4 separate regions of the Mus musculus genome follow, and all the other regions are linked to region 2. Evidence: chromatin contacts called from public HiChIP or PLAC-seq and promoter capture Hi-C data. All regions are on one chromosome and are shown on one strand. Each heading gives the region's core, a stretch centred on a gene start, on an enhancer-like site or on the middle of the called end of the contact. The rest is flanking DNA. Distances are from core to core; before and after follow the strand shown.

Region 1 (2,707 bases), core at 126-2,625, 1.8 Mb after region 2:
TAGAATGTTGAGTAAACAGAATTCATAAGAAACTGGAAAACAACTTAAGAAGGCAGAATTAAAGGCTAGGCAGCGGCTGCGGGCAGGGACCAGGGTTAGGGATCGGTCTCTCCTCTAGCTACACAGTATAGGTTTTCCGTAGGACAGTAGAATTTCCTGATCCACTCCACGATTCCTTATCTTCTGCACTGAGTGACGTTTATTTTACTTTATTGTTTTTTGAAGACAGACCCCCCCCCCCCCAACCGCCGCCTCACAAAGGCATCCAGTCCCTTGCGGCAGCGTCTCACACACACTCAACACAGACAGGAAGTCCTCCCTTCCACGGTGTCTGGTAACTACTGAGGCTGACTTCACACTTCAGACCGCAAAGGAATTGTCAAGCTTTCTCCGACTCGGGGAACACAACGCGCTTCGTCCCAGAGAGGCGCGCCATCAACCCAGACTGGAAGGCACTATTTTGTGCACGCCTGCGTCCGCGCCATCCTCCCCACCCCCGCGCTGCTAGTTAGGTCAGGACCTCGCGTTCATCCTCCATCTACCCTAGCAAGCGATCGCCTCCCTGGCGGTCCCGCGGGCTCCCAAGGGCTCGCCGATTCCGCACATTTGTGTCCCCCCCCCCAACCCCCAGCCTATCGCCGAGACCTGCAGCACAAACTTCCGGCAATTTCCGCAGGAGCAAGGAAAACTGCAGCTGCACCGAGTGGGCAGCGGCTGAAGCACAGCTTCACCACTAGGGCCCCGGCGCTGACCCCGAGGTGGAACGACGCGAGCTGGGGCACCGAGGGATGAGGGGAACTCGGGACGGATGGGCCCTGCCTACCTTCGGGTAGGTGTGCAAGGGGTAGGTCAGCTGACAGGCCCGGTGACAGGACGCTGTGTCTCCCAGGACCGAGTCAAAGGCTTCGGCCGCTGCAGTCCCCGAGCCTCCGGCCAGCGCCATAGTCAACAGCAGCAGCGGCGGGAGCCCCAGTTGGGCCTGGACCCAAAGCTTCCCCTTTGGCGCCGCCATCTTGTTCCCCTCTGTCACAGCAGCTCGAATTGTTGCTGTTTTCTTTTCAGGCTTTCTCCTTCTTCCGGGCCAGCCCCTTTCCCCGCCCCTCCGGCCCGCGCTTCCGCCTCCGAGAGCTCCTCGGCCCCGCCCCGGTCCGCCCAATCGGCTGCCTCCTGGCCGGTCTCTGGGACGGAAAACCTCTCGTGGGCGGGCTTGGGGACCCGGCCGACCATCTCAGCCTTGGGCTCAGAGCCGCGCCTGCCCCTTTCTCCGTGCCAGGCCGACTGGGGCCAGTAGTTCTCGGCGGCTTGGAGCGAGCTGAGGGGTGTTGCTTCCCTCAACCACAGCTTCCGCACGCCTCGCAGTGCGTTCTGGGAAGTGTAGTTCCTGCGGGTCACCAGCGAGGAACTGGGCCCCGGAAGAAGTGTACAAATAGTTACAACGCGCGGCCCGGGTGGAGGTCCCGAGGAGTCAAGAGACCAAACAGCGTAGGCAGGCTGATTTTCCCGGTGGGTCTCACGTCGAGCTCTGATTGGATAAGCCCTTTCCAGGCCTCCTAGTGCTGGGGCCAAGGCCTTGCTCGTGGAAGGGTTGGGATTCTCTGACACACAACACTGGTTTCTGAAGCAGCTTCTGTATTGCGCCGGGGTCTGGAGATGGTTGTTGTGGGCCTTAGAGTAATTCTTAGGATTGGGGCTGCCGCGGAGTGGGTGTAAAGAGGGGTTCACTGAGCCCAGTGGAACCCTAACTTCATCACAACTCAACCTGAACTGGAAAAGGATTTCAGAAGTCACCCCATTACCCCGGGTAGTGGAATCCAACTCCCTCCCTAGCATGCCCCTCTGGATCTTAGGAACTTAACCCAGGAAGTAAACTTAATTATAGTTTCAGAAGAGATTTCCTCTTTCGAGAAGAAGTCTTATTTCCTGTAAATACCATCCAAAAGCCTTCATAATTCAGACGTGTTTAGAAAATCCAGTCGTGTCACTTCTGGGAATACACATCTCAACCTTAATAAAGTTTCACCCTGTTTCTTGAATAGAATACTCCTCAAGCACCTGAAGGTAGGCGGAGCCCCCAGCAATGGATAAATTCGTCATTCGAACGCCTAGGATCCAGAATAGCCCGAAGAAGAAACTCGGAGAAAAGGTTTACAAGCAAGCCACGATTGAGTCGTTGAAGGTGAGAAGGAATGTGGGGTCAGAGAAAATGTGCACAGGACTGTCATAAAGAGATAGGGCCAACAGGTTCCATTGTAGGGAATCATGACTTTTTGTTAAGCACCCTTCAGGGACCATTTTTCTTTCTTACATACCCTGTACAGACTTTTATCAGTTCCTGTACCTCTGCTACCCTGAATTAATCCAATTCTGGCTTTAGGGTATGGTTGCTAGCTGACAGGATCACTACCCCCCTTTGTTAAGTTTTTTCTTTTTAAGATGAATTTTTATTTATTTATTTTGGTTTTCAAGACAGGGTTTCACTGTGTAGCCCTGACTGTCCTGGAACTCACCTGTAGACCAAGCTGACCTAGAACTCAGAAATCCCCCTGCCTCAACCTCTCAAGAGCTGGAATTAAAGGCTTGTGCTACTATTCCTGGCCAAGATTTATTCTTATGTGTGTCTGTGTCTGTGTGTGGATATGGTCACTAGTGGCTTTGGCTCTCTTTGGAGCTGTAGTGATAGTGATTGTGCACTACCTAAAGTAGAAAT
Region 2 (3,054 bases), core at 147-2,646:
AATACTATTTAGCTGTCTAATTCTGAGTGTGTTTCAACGTCTTCAACCAGGAAAACTAAGCTGTAAGATAATAGAAACTATTTCAAATACAAGATATTTTATGAAACAAAGTAACTCTTAAGTTTATTCAGGTGGGGGATTGAGTCACCATTCATTCATTCATTACACATGATTGAAACATTGTATAAAATGGGATCTTACACGCCTACCATTCATACAACTGAGGCCCAAGATATCTCTAATACGTTTTGGAAGAAGTCATCTAGCTAAGCCATTCTAGTTGTGGCTAGCTACCCATGGTTACAAGCCACTCCATCTCAGGCTAGCTAAGAGAGGTAAACAGGAGTGATAATTACGAAAAGGGTGATGTAAAGTTCTTTTATTAAAACCACAGCATCCTTTTCGTAATTTTCACTCTGTTTTACCTCTCTTTACTCATACACCTTTGGATTGAGACTGAACAAAAATAACACACACACACACACACACACACACACACACACACACACATCTCAAATATCCTCTCCGCCAAAATTCAGAATCACTAACTGTCAAGCTTTCCTTACCAACCCTCCTCCCCTTTACCATCCATCCTGTCTTCCTCATGGAAACCTTAATTCTTGCTTTAATATAAGTCAAAAATAGCCGGGCAGTGGCGGCGGATACCTTTAATCCCAGCATTTGAGAGGCAGAGGCAAGCAGATCTCTGAGTTAAAGGCCAGCCTCGTCTACTCCAAATTGCCCTGGCCGCCTCACCCAAACACACATTTGGGATGGGAAGTAGTAACACCCTGTTGCTTCTCCGGGAGACATGGAGACCAGAAGTCACTACAGCACCAACCGAAGCCCGCACCCTGTTCTCCCCAGTCCGAGCCTCCTCCCTCACCGGTACTGCTTGGGATCGCTGGGAGACTTGATGATCTCAGGGTCCCCGACATTACTGAAAGACCGTCCCTCCTCCTCAGATTCATCCGCTCCTAGACGAGCAAGCCGGCCGCTCTCGCCCAAGTCCTGTCCATTGGGCTGCAGGTCCGGGCAACTGCAGGTGGACTTCGCCTTGTTTCTTCCAGGCATGGTCAGCGTAGGAAAGGGTTTCGATGATTCTTCGCACAGACCCCGTGCTTCGATTCGCCCCAGAGCCGTGAGCTCCCGCCCGGCCTCACACCGCAACTTCCTCCCGGTGACACAGACTGCAGCAACCGCGACTCTCCTCAGCATTCACCAGCAAGTCGTAGCGCTGGACATCCCGCTCCCCAGGCCCACCTCCTCCTCCTACACCTCCAGCCACTCCTCCTCCTCCGCGTCCCAGGGGCGACGGCGGCGGCCGGCGTTGTTGCTGCCCCAGCCGCTGGGGAGGACAGGCCTGAACCCCTCCTCCAACCCGGCCTCGCTCACACCGACTTTCTTCATCCCACCCTCCTGACAGCCGATGACGCTATGGACTCTAGCCAATCACAACGCACAACGGCCGTCACGTTTGCAGAAACAGCCAATGGGAGTAGGGGAAGCGAGAGACCAATAGAAATAGGCCGGGTTCCTGGCGCACCCAGAGAGCATTTCGAAACCTGACGTGGGCGGGGCGAAGGAAAAGAGGCGGAGGATGATGGGAGAAGTCTTGCTGCGATTGTGACGTGCGTCCGTAGCTGTTTTTAGGAAAACCGCGTAGCGCTCCGTGTCTGAGAAAATATTCCCCAGCGAGAAAACACAGAAGTGAGTCGCGATAGTGGATGCTGATCTTCTTCACCCACTTGCGGTGTATTTTTTGCACTCTATTCTTAGAGTGACTCAGCGGGTCTCTTTTTTAAAAGAGCAGAGCACCGGAAGTCTTTTCCCACCCTATCCCGAGATGGATGCAGTGCTTGTGGGTCACTAAGCACCGGAAATAACAATTGCATCTTTCCATCCTGTAGGCTGCCAAACCATTGGTGCTTTTCACGCTCCAGATCTGTTTCAATATGCTCACTCTTGTATGCGAATTGTTTATTTTTTTAAGCTTCCACACCCTGGAGTAGTCCTCAGCCTACCTTTAAGTTTGGCCAACTTTTACTGAAAAGCAAGAACATGTTAGGCTACTAACCTCAAGTAACTTTCCCAAGCTTTTTGTTTTTGTTTTTGCCAATGCTTTTGCAGCGACTGGAACAGACACAATATAAAATAAAAAGCAGTTGACCAGATAACAATAAAAAGCTGATAGACACCATTGAATGAGATCATACCACATGGAAGAGATAAACGAAATGAATATGAGTAAACAACAACAACAACAAAAAGACTTTAAGCCGATAGATACATTAGTGGTTGTCTTTCCTGCCTCTGAACCTTTGTGTGGCTGAAGATAAAGCCATACACAAAACAAATCGTTGCCGGTGTGGTAGTCCACACCTTGAATCTCAAGCACTCAGGGAGACAGAGGCAGGTGAATCTCTTTAAGTTCAGGGCCAGCCTGGTTTACAAAGCAGTTCCAAGCCAGCCATGTCTACCTACTAAGACCGTCTCAAAAACAACAAAAAATCCTTGGCTTGAAGTTTAGTTTCTTATGGGAAGAAACTGACCATAAATAATACATTAAAAAAAAAAAACAATAAATGCTAAGACTACAAAACAGGGTAGGAAGACAAAGTATTGAAGAGGATACATGAACTGGGGCAGAAGTATTTGAAAGCATTAAGATTCCGGGCAGTGGTAACGCATGCCTTTAATCCCAGCACTTGGGAGGCAGAAGCAGGTCGATTTCTGAGTTTGAGGCCAGCCTGGTCTACAGAGTGAGTTACAGGACAGCCAAGACTACACACAGAAACCCTGTCTCAAAAAATAAAAAATAAAAGCATTAAGATATCCTGGTTTCAGTACACTTTTAAAGGTTTATCAGTCTTCACGCAACTCCACTAGAGTCCTCATTCAAAGTAGCTTCATTTGCGTCTCTCCAGTACAAGAATGGCTGCCCAGAACATAAAAACACCAATAGTAAGTGACACTGAAGTGTCAGTCTATGCTTTGTACAAGATTAGGGTGTGTGTGTGTGTGTGTGTGTGTGTGTGTGTGTGCTTGCTTTGT
Region 3 (2,881 bases), core at 278-2,777, 1.1 Mb after region 2:
CTCAGGCCTCCACCTTCCCAGTGCTGGGATTACAGGCATGCACCACCATATTTGGTTGGTTTATGTGATACTAGGGATCAAACCTAGGGTTTCATGCATGCTAGGCAAACACCCTGCCCACTGAGTTACATCCCTGGTTCCCACTAGCTTTGAATTCTGTGCTTAGCTCTTCAGTCAATGAAGAAAAGTTCTTCAGTATGGAGCTGGTAAGTGAGTTTCCTGTTTAACTGCTGGTCATCTAAATAAGGACAGAGCCCGAGAAACAAACTCAGGTCCCCTGAACTCCAAATCCAGTGCCCTTTGGGATGTGTTCCAGCTCATGGCTCTGCCTACCTACTTATGGAACAGACAAAATGTACTTGGCTGCTTCAGATCTACAGGGTCCTGACAGACAGCTGGAGCTAAAGGAAGGTTGTGTTTCCAGAATGGAATTCTGTTGTGCTTCAAGTGAGAATAATTCACTATGTAAAATAAGTGGTAGCAGAACCTATTACTTCTTTAGCTACAGATGAGGCAGAGACCAGAGGGGTATGGTATATGTTGCTTGCCTGTGGTGGTTTAGCGATGGATGGGGATGTTCACGTTCAAGAATCTTTGAATTCCTGAAAAGTTTGGGACTTCAGGACCCATGTGTGCTGACAGGTAGCCTCCTACGGTGGACTGAGGCTAAAAGACACCCAGAACTAGAGGACAAGGGTTTCCTCTTGGTAGGGAACCTGTTTTGTTTTTTTCCTTTGAAATATTCAATCTGAAAAAGGATGCTCATTTCTGGTTCCTGTACATTCTTTTTCCTTCCTTCCTCTTGTTTTGATTAAGACACAGTCCCGTGTAGCCCAGGATGGCTTCCAACTCGCTATGTAGCTGAATATAGGCTAGAATTCTTGACACTCTGCCTCTGCCTCTCCTTCAGATTACAGGCATGCACCCCCAATTTCCAGTTATACATTTTTAATAATATTTTTATTAGATATTTTCTTTACATTTCAAATGCTATCCCGAAAGTTCCCTATCCCCCCCCCACCCCACCCCACCCCCACCCCCCCCCGCCCCGCGAAGCCACACACTTCAAAGACTTCAGGCTTGGGGAATGCTACACGGACCTAGTATGAGTAAAGTATTCTGCCTAACAAATTATATTGGTGAAATAAGTATGACTATTGTTCAGTAAATCTAGAACTGTGGAGGCGTTTGTTGATCTTGTTCTCTACTTAGAAGACAAAGGTTTGAAATGTTCTTGGTCTCTAGAGACCAAGCCTTGACAAGGATAGGTCTGCCAAATGCCAAGTTTCAGCGTTTCTTTTTTCTCTACTTTTGATTTCTATCCAGTTCTGTGAAAGGAAAAGAGGTTAGCTTCAGAGTTACATGCCTGCCACCTTCGGGCAAGAAGCTGGGCTTACTATAGTTTAGAGACCGCTTCCGGCCCAGGTGGGCGTGGCCGCCTCTTGGGCGTGGCCACGATGTGGGCGGGCTCTGGGAGAGGCCAAGTGTGGGCGGGGCCACCGCCTATCGGTGCCCGGAAGTGCCCCTGTGGGCGGAGTTGAACTGGACGTTAAGTCTCTACGGGTGTCCCGGGCCTGAGGGCAGCGGCCTGCTTGCTCGGGAACTCCCTCAGCCACCGCGTCCTCAAGCCGCCATTGCCGCCCGGGACGATGATGCCGCGCCTGCTGTTGCGTGACTGGCCCCGGTGCCCCTCGCTTGTCCTGGGAGCCCCTAGTCGGCCCTTAAGTGCTGTCTCGGGGCCCGCCGAGTATCTGCAGCACAGCATCGTACCCACCATGCACTACCAGGACAGCCTGCCCAGGTGAGCCCAGCCTCCTGGCCCCGGCCCAGACCCGACTCCTGGTGCTTAGGACTTGCCCTGAACCTCCGGCCCTGGAGGCAGTCACATTCCCCAGCTTGGAAAGCCTGAGACTTTGAAAATTCCCTGGCTCAGAAGATTCAGAAACTTTAAAGTCTCCTCCGCAACCCTCCCGTCTACAAGTTCATCTTGAATCCTACAAACTCCTGCCCGCTCCATTAATCTTTCAGACAGCTATCCTGAGCCCTACACACTTAATGCCTGAAAATCACCCGAATCCTTTCTACTAGGGTGGTCAATTCCTTGTTTTGTTTTGAGGGTTTGTGTGCCCTAGAACTAGCTCTGTAGACCAGGATGGCCTATTAGAGATCCTCTTGCTTCTGCCTGTAGAGTGCTGAGATTAAAGATATAGGGCACCCCCATTGAGGGAGGATAGCCAGTTCCTAACATGGGTCTCCCTCGGGTCAGTGTCCCCTATTCACCTTTACCTGTTGCTGAGAACACCCAGCCCACTCCTCTTCCAGTACCTGTTCTGGTAGTGTCCCATCGTTGCTGCAAGCACATCTTTATCCTCATTTTAGCATTCTCCATCTTCTGCTCCATCTTCTAAGGTCAGCCTTAACCTAGAACTTTTTCATACCCACCAAACCTTCCTCAGCACTCTTTCGGGTGGTCCCCAACACCTCACCCACACTACCTGACCTATTCAAACAGCCCTAATAAGTGTTCCTCCATGTCCGTCACCCCCTGTCCCCAATACCCAGTACTTCCTTAAATCTGGAGTCTAGTTTTCTCGTTGATCTCTCAGCTTTGTTCTAGGTTGCCAGAATAGAAATTACCTTCACTCTAAGCCAAACCTAAATTGTCTTTGCATTCATTGTTTATTTCCCAAACCAAGCTCCAAACCTGTTTCAAATCCCCCTCACTGTCCTGGCCCAGCTGCCAGTGATCCTTCCTGCTCCATCCGGGAAAAGACACACATTGTACCATGGTATTGTTCCCTGCTGTGGGGTTTGTTTTCCTCCGTGTCCAGCAGTTATTTAACCCAGTGTCATCTGCCCACCGTGCCTTCTCAGCAAGAAC
Region 4 (2,739 bases), core at 187-2,686, 1.7 Mb after region 2:
GTGTGTTCTCTTCAAATTTTCAGGTTTTTTTTTACCTTATTCTTAAATGATCTAAGGAAAAAGCAAACAAGCACTTTAATACAGTGAATATAAAGCACTTTAATAAAAAATGAATATACCTGAACTACCAATATCTGTTCTTTAAAACCAGGGGCAGAGATTTGGCTTTCATTAAGGTTTTGTTGCAGTTAATGAGAAAGAGGCAAACCAATCCCAAGAAACCCATAAAACCACCCAGCAGACATGTTTCCACACAGCTCCAAGATGGAGGTTTGAGAGGCAATGCTTGATCTAAGCGAGGATGAATACCCTCAGGGACTCTCTACCAAAGTGGTAGTAGGCTCTAGGACACCATCCATCCTTCTGGGTTTTACAGACAGGGACGGTGGATTCCCTACCCTTTCCCAGGGCCATTGATTTTCTCTTTAAATATACAGTGTAGCCCTTTCTGGTACTTCTTTCAGAAAACCTCTGGGTCACGTCCTGGGTTGATTTTCTCCTTGACCAGCACCTTTGGGTCTGTGTGCTCTTACATCTGCCTGCCCCAAATCCTTTCCTACAGCATCCACTGGTAGCTCTGGTGTAAATTTAAAACCGGTCATTCTCTTTCTCCCATAATGGCAGCCCGGACACAGTCCTCTCACCTCCAAGACTCAAATAATTTCAAATAACGTAAATGCACCCACATTGACTTTAAATATTATTCCTGTTTGAGGTTGGACCGTGCTGATAATGTGTTACGTTTGGCATATTAACTGTCATTTGTAATTGTTCTTCCTTCTGAGGGTCAAAGCATCATTTCAGGGCACTAAAAGTTCTTGGGGAGGGGGGCCTAGAGAGAGGCCAGGCCCTAATCACTCTGTTCTCTCCCAGCGACATCGCTGCTCCACCCGCGGTCACCCGCCGCGCGTCTCCTCACAACCGGTTCCTTCCCGCCCGCAACCCTCCGCCGGCCTCGCCACCGGGCTCCCACCTCTTCGGTGCCCGCCCACCGTGCTGCACGGACCCGCTCGCCTGGGCCTTGGGTAGCTCCGCGAAAGGACCGGGTCCGCTCGCGATCCCCGCCCGTCACGCCCCGCCCGGCCCTGGCCCCGCCCCGCCTCGCTTCGCTTCGCTCCCGCCCCGCCTCAGCCTCAGAGGAGTTCCCAGGCGCGCGCCCTGCGCAGCCCCGCCCCGCCCTCTCCTGGCAGGGGCTCCGCCTAGAAGCGCCACCTCACTTGCGCGTCTTTCCTCAGGACTACCTTTACATTGCATTGCCTCGGGGAGGTGGGGGGGCCTCCAAGAGATCTCGGGGGACATGCCCTCGCGCGGGCACGCACACGCACGGCCCCGCCCCGCCCCTTTCACCCTTCCTGCGACCGCCCGGCTTTCTCAGCTCGGCTGTCCCAACCCACTCCCGGCCCCGCCCCGCCACATGCCCCGCCCACTCCAGATCAGACCACGCCCCTCATGCCGGCCCCGCGCACGCGCGCCTACCCAGCCGAGTTCTTTTCCCCCCCCACCCCTCCCTGCTGGTACCTCAGTCCCGCGGCGCCAGGTCGCCCCCAGCCCCTCCCTCTTGCCACCCTCTGTGTGTGTCCCACCCTCACGGGCTTTGTGGCCTAGGTTGCCGAGCCGCTTCCCGGTCAGCCGCTCAGTGGAGGAAGGAGCCGCCAGTGAGGTGCAGCCGCTCGCTGCCCCGGGCAGGGGCACAGGTAGGTGGCGGCCGCGGGCCGGGCCGCTCGCCGAGCCTCAGGCAGCGCGTGGGTGCGGGGGCGGAGTGTGAGGGGCTGGGGGAGGGGAAAGGCCCTAGGGACGAGGTAGAGCTCGCGGTGGGAGGGGTGGGAGGATGAAGAGGTAGGGGTGCCTGAGGTGGGCTTAAGGGTGGGGTCCGCGGCGTCCCGGGTTAGACTGAGGGTGTGTGAGAATTTAGGGTTCTGGGCGGGAGAGGGAGCGGATTTAGCTTAGGTGGACTTGGGGAGAAGCTTGGGTGGGAGTGCCGGGAAAGGGGGAAAGAAAAGGGGTTGAGGAGTGCACCAAGGGAAGGAGCTAGGGTTGGAATAGGGGGAGGGGTGGGGCGGGGGGGGGCAGGGAAGAAACTAGTTGAGGCCGTGGATTGGGAAGTTGGAGATAGTGAGGCGTGAAGAAAGGGGAATCTGAAGGTTGAGGACGCAAAACCGGGAAAGAGATGGGGAGACTAGGGTGCTAAGAGGAACCTCGATGGTGAGAGGAAGACTCGTGAGGAGGGAGAGAAGGATGGGGGCTGGAGACGGGTCGCTAGAAGACAGGTGGAGGCGGGGTTGAGTCTTTTGAGGGGCACGGGAGAGTCTGGGATGTGAGGAAGATGGGTAGAAGATCTGGGAGTGAATGGGGAAGGTTAGAATTTGGGGGGTGGGGGACTGAAATTTTTTCTGTTTGAAAAGCTAAAGAGTGGGTAAAACTATCAAGATGTGGGAGAGATTAGCTTGCTCTTGGACAAAGTATGGGCCCGGATAGGACATGAGTTTCTGCAGTTTGGGGGAGAAGGCAGGTAGGGAAGTGGCAAGTTACAGGGAAAAAAGAAGTAGTGGGAAATTGAATAATGGCGGTGACACAGAACAATGAAGATGGATTGTTAGTTGGTTAGAGATACTTTGGAACTACTTTCTCTTCGGATTTCTTCCTATGTTAAGAAAAAGTCTTTAAAAACCACTACATTTTCAAATGAGCCAAAGGTGTCTGCAGTCTTGAGATGAAGGTAGTGGGTTGACAGATGTTTTC

Evidence for each region. Promoter capture Hi-C pulls out the DNA fragments that hold promoters and counts their contacts. HiChIP or PLAC-seq counts read pairs in DNA pulled down with a chosen protein or histone mark. Capture Hi-C pulls out chosen DNA fragments and counts their contacts.
Region 1: a promoter capture Hi-C map of pre-B cells shows a contact between it and region 2, with 2.0 times the contacts expected there. The contact joins the promoter of Tceanc2 here to the promoter of Nrd1 in region 2. A contact is called at or near these places in 3 of 39 promoter capture datasets (liver, neutrophils and pre-B cells) and 1 of 115 datasets of contacts at active chromatin or transcription factors (large pre-B cells).
Region 3: a contact with region 2 is called in a promoter capture Hi-C map of adipose tissue, with 2.4 times the contacts expected there. The contact joins the promoter of Cpt2 here to the promoter of Nrd1 in region 2. A contact is called at or near these places in 2 of 39 promoter capture datasets (neutrophils and pre-B cells) and 1 of 9 other capture datasets (adipose tissue).
Region 4: a contact with region 2 is called in an H3K27ac HiChIP or PLAC-seq map of microglia, with 9 times the contacts expected there. The contact joins the promoter of Lrrc42 here to the promoter of Nrd1 in region 2. A contact is called at or near these places in 1 of 39 promoter capture datasets (pre-B cells), 1 of 115 datasets of contacts at active chromatin or transcription factors (microglia) and 1 of 9 other capture datasets (adipose tissue).

What each region holds. Positions count from the first base shown.
Region 1 is chr4:107,177,034-107,179,740 of GRCm38.p6, reverse strand. It overlaps Tceanc2 (transcription elongation factor A (SII) N-terminal and central domain containing 2), which reads left to right and starts at 1,375. Exons shown (of 5, transcript NM_025617.2): 1 at 1,375-1,503; 2 at 2,037-2,176. The coding sequence starts at 2,078. It overlaps Tmem59 (transmembrane protein 59), which reads right to left and starts at 1,111. Exons shown (of 8, transcript NM_029565.3): 1 at 824-1,111. The coding sequence starts at 1,012.
Region 2 is chr4:108,998,997-109,002,050 of GRCm38.p6, reverse strand. Nrd1 (nardilysin, N-arginine dibasic convertase, NRD convertase 1) reads right to left here and starts at 1,396. Exons shown (of 31, transcript NM_146150.3): 1 at 887-1,396. The coding sequence starts at 1,218.
Region 3 is chr4:107,922,235-107,925,115 of GRCm38.p6, reverse strand. Cpt2 (carnitine palmitoyltransferase 2) reads left to right here and starts at 1,527. Exons shown (of 5, transcript NM_009949.2): 1 at 1,527-1,801. The coding sequence starts at 1,650.
Region 4 is chr4:107,252,230-107,254,968 of GRCm38.p6, reverse strand. Lrrc42 (leucine rich repeat containing 42) reads left to right here and starts at 1,436. Exons shown (of 8, transcript NM_029985.2): 1 at 1,436-1,694. Hspb11 (heat shock protein family B (small), member 11) reads right to left here and starts at 1,066. Exons shown (of 6, transcript NM_028394.3): 1 at 974-1,066.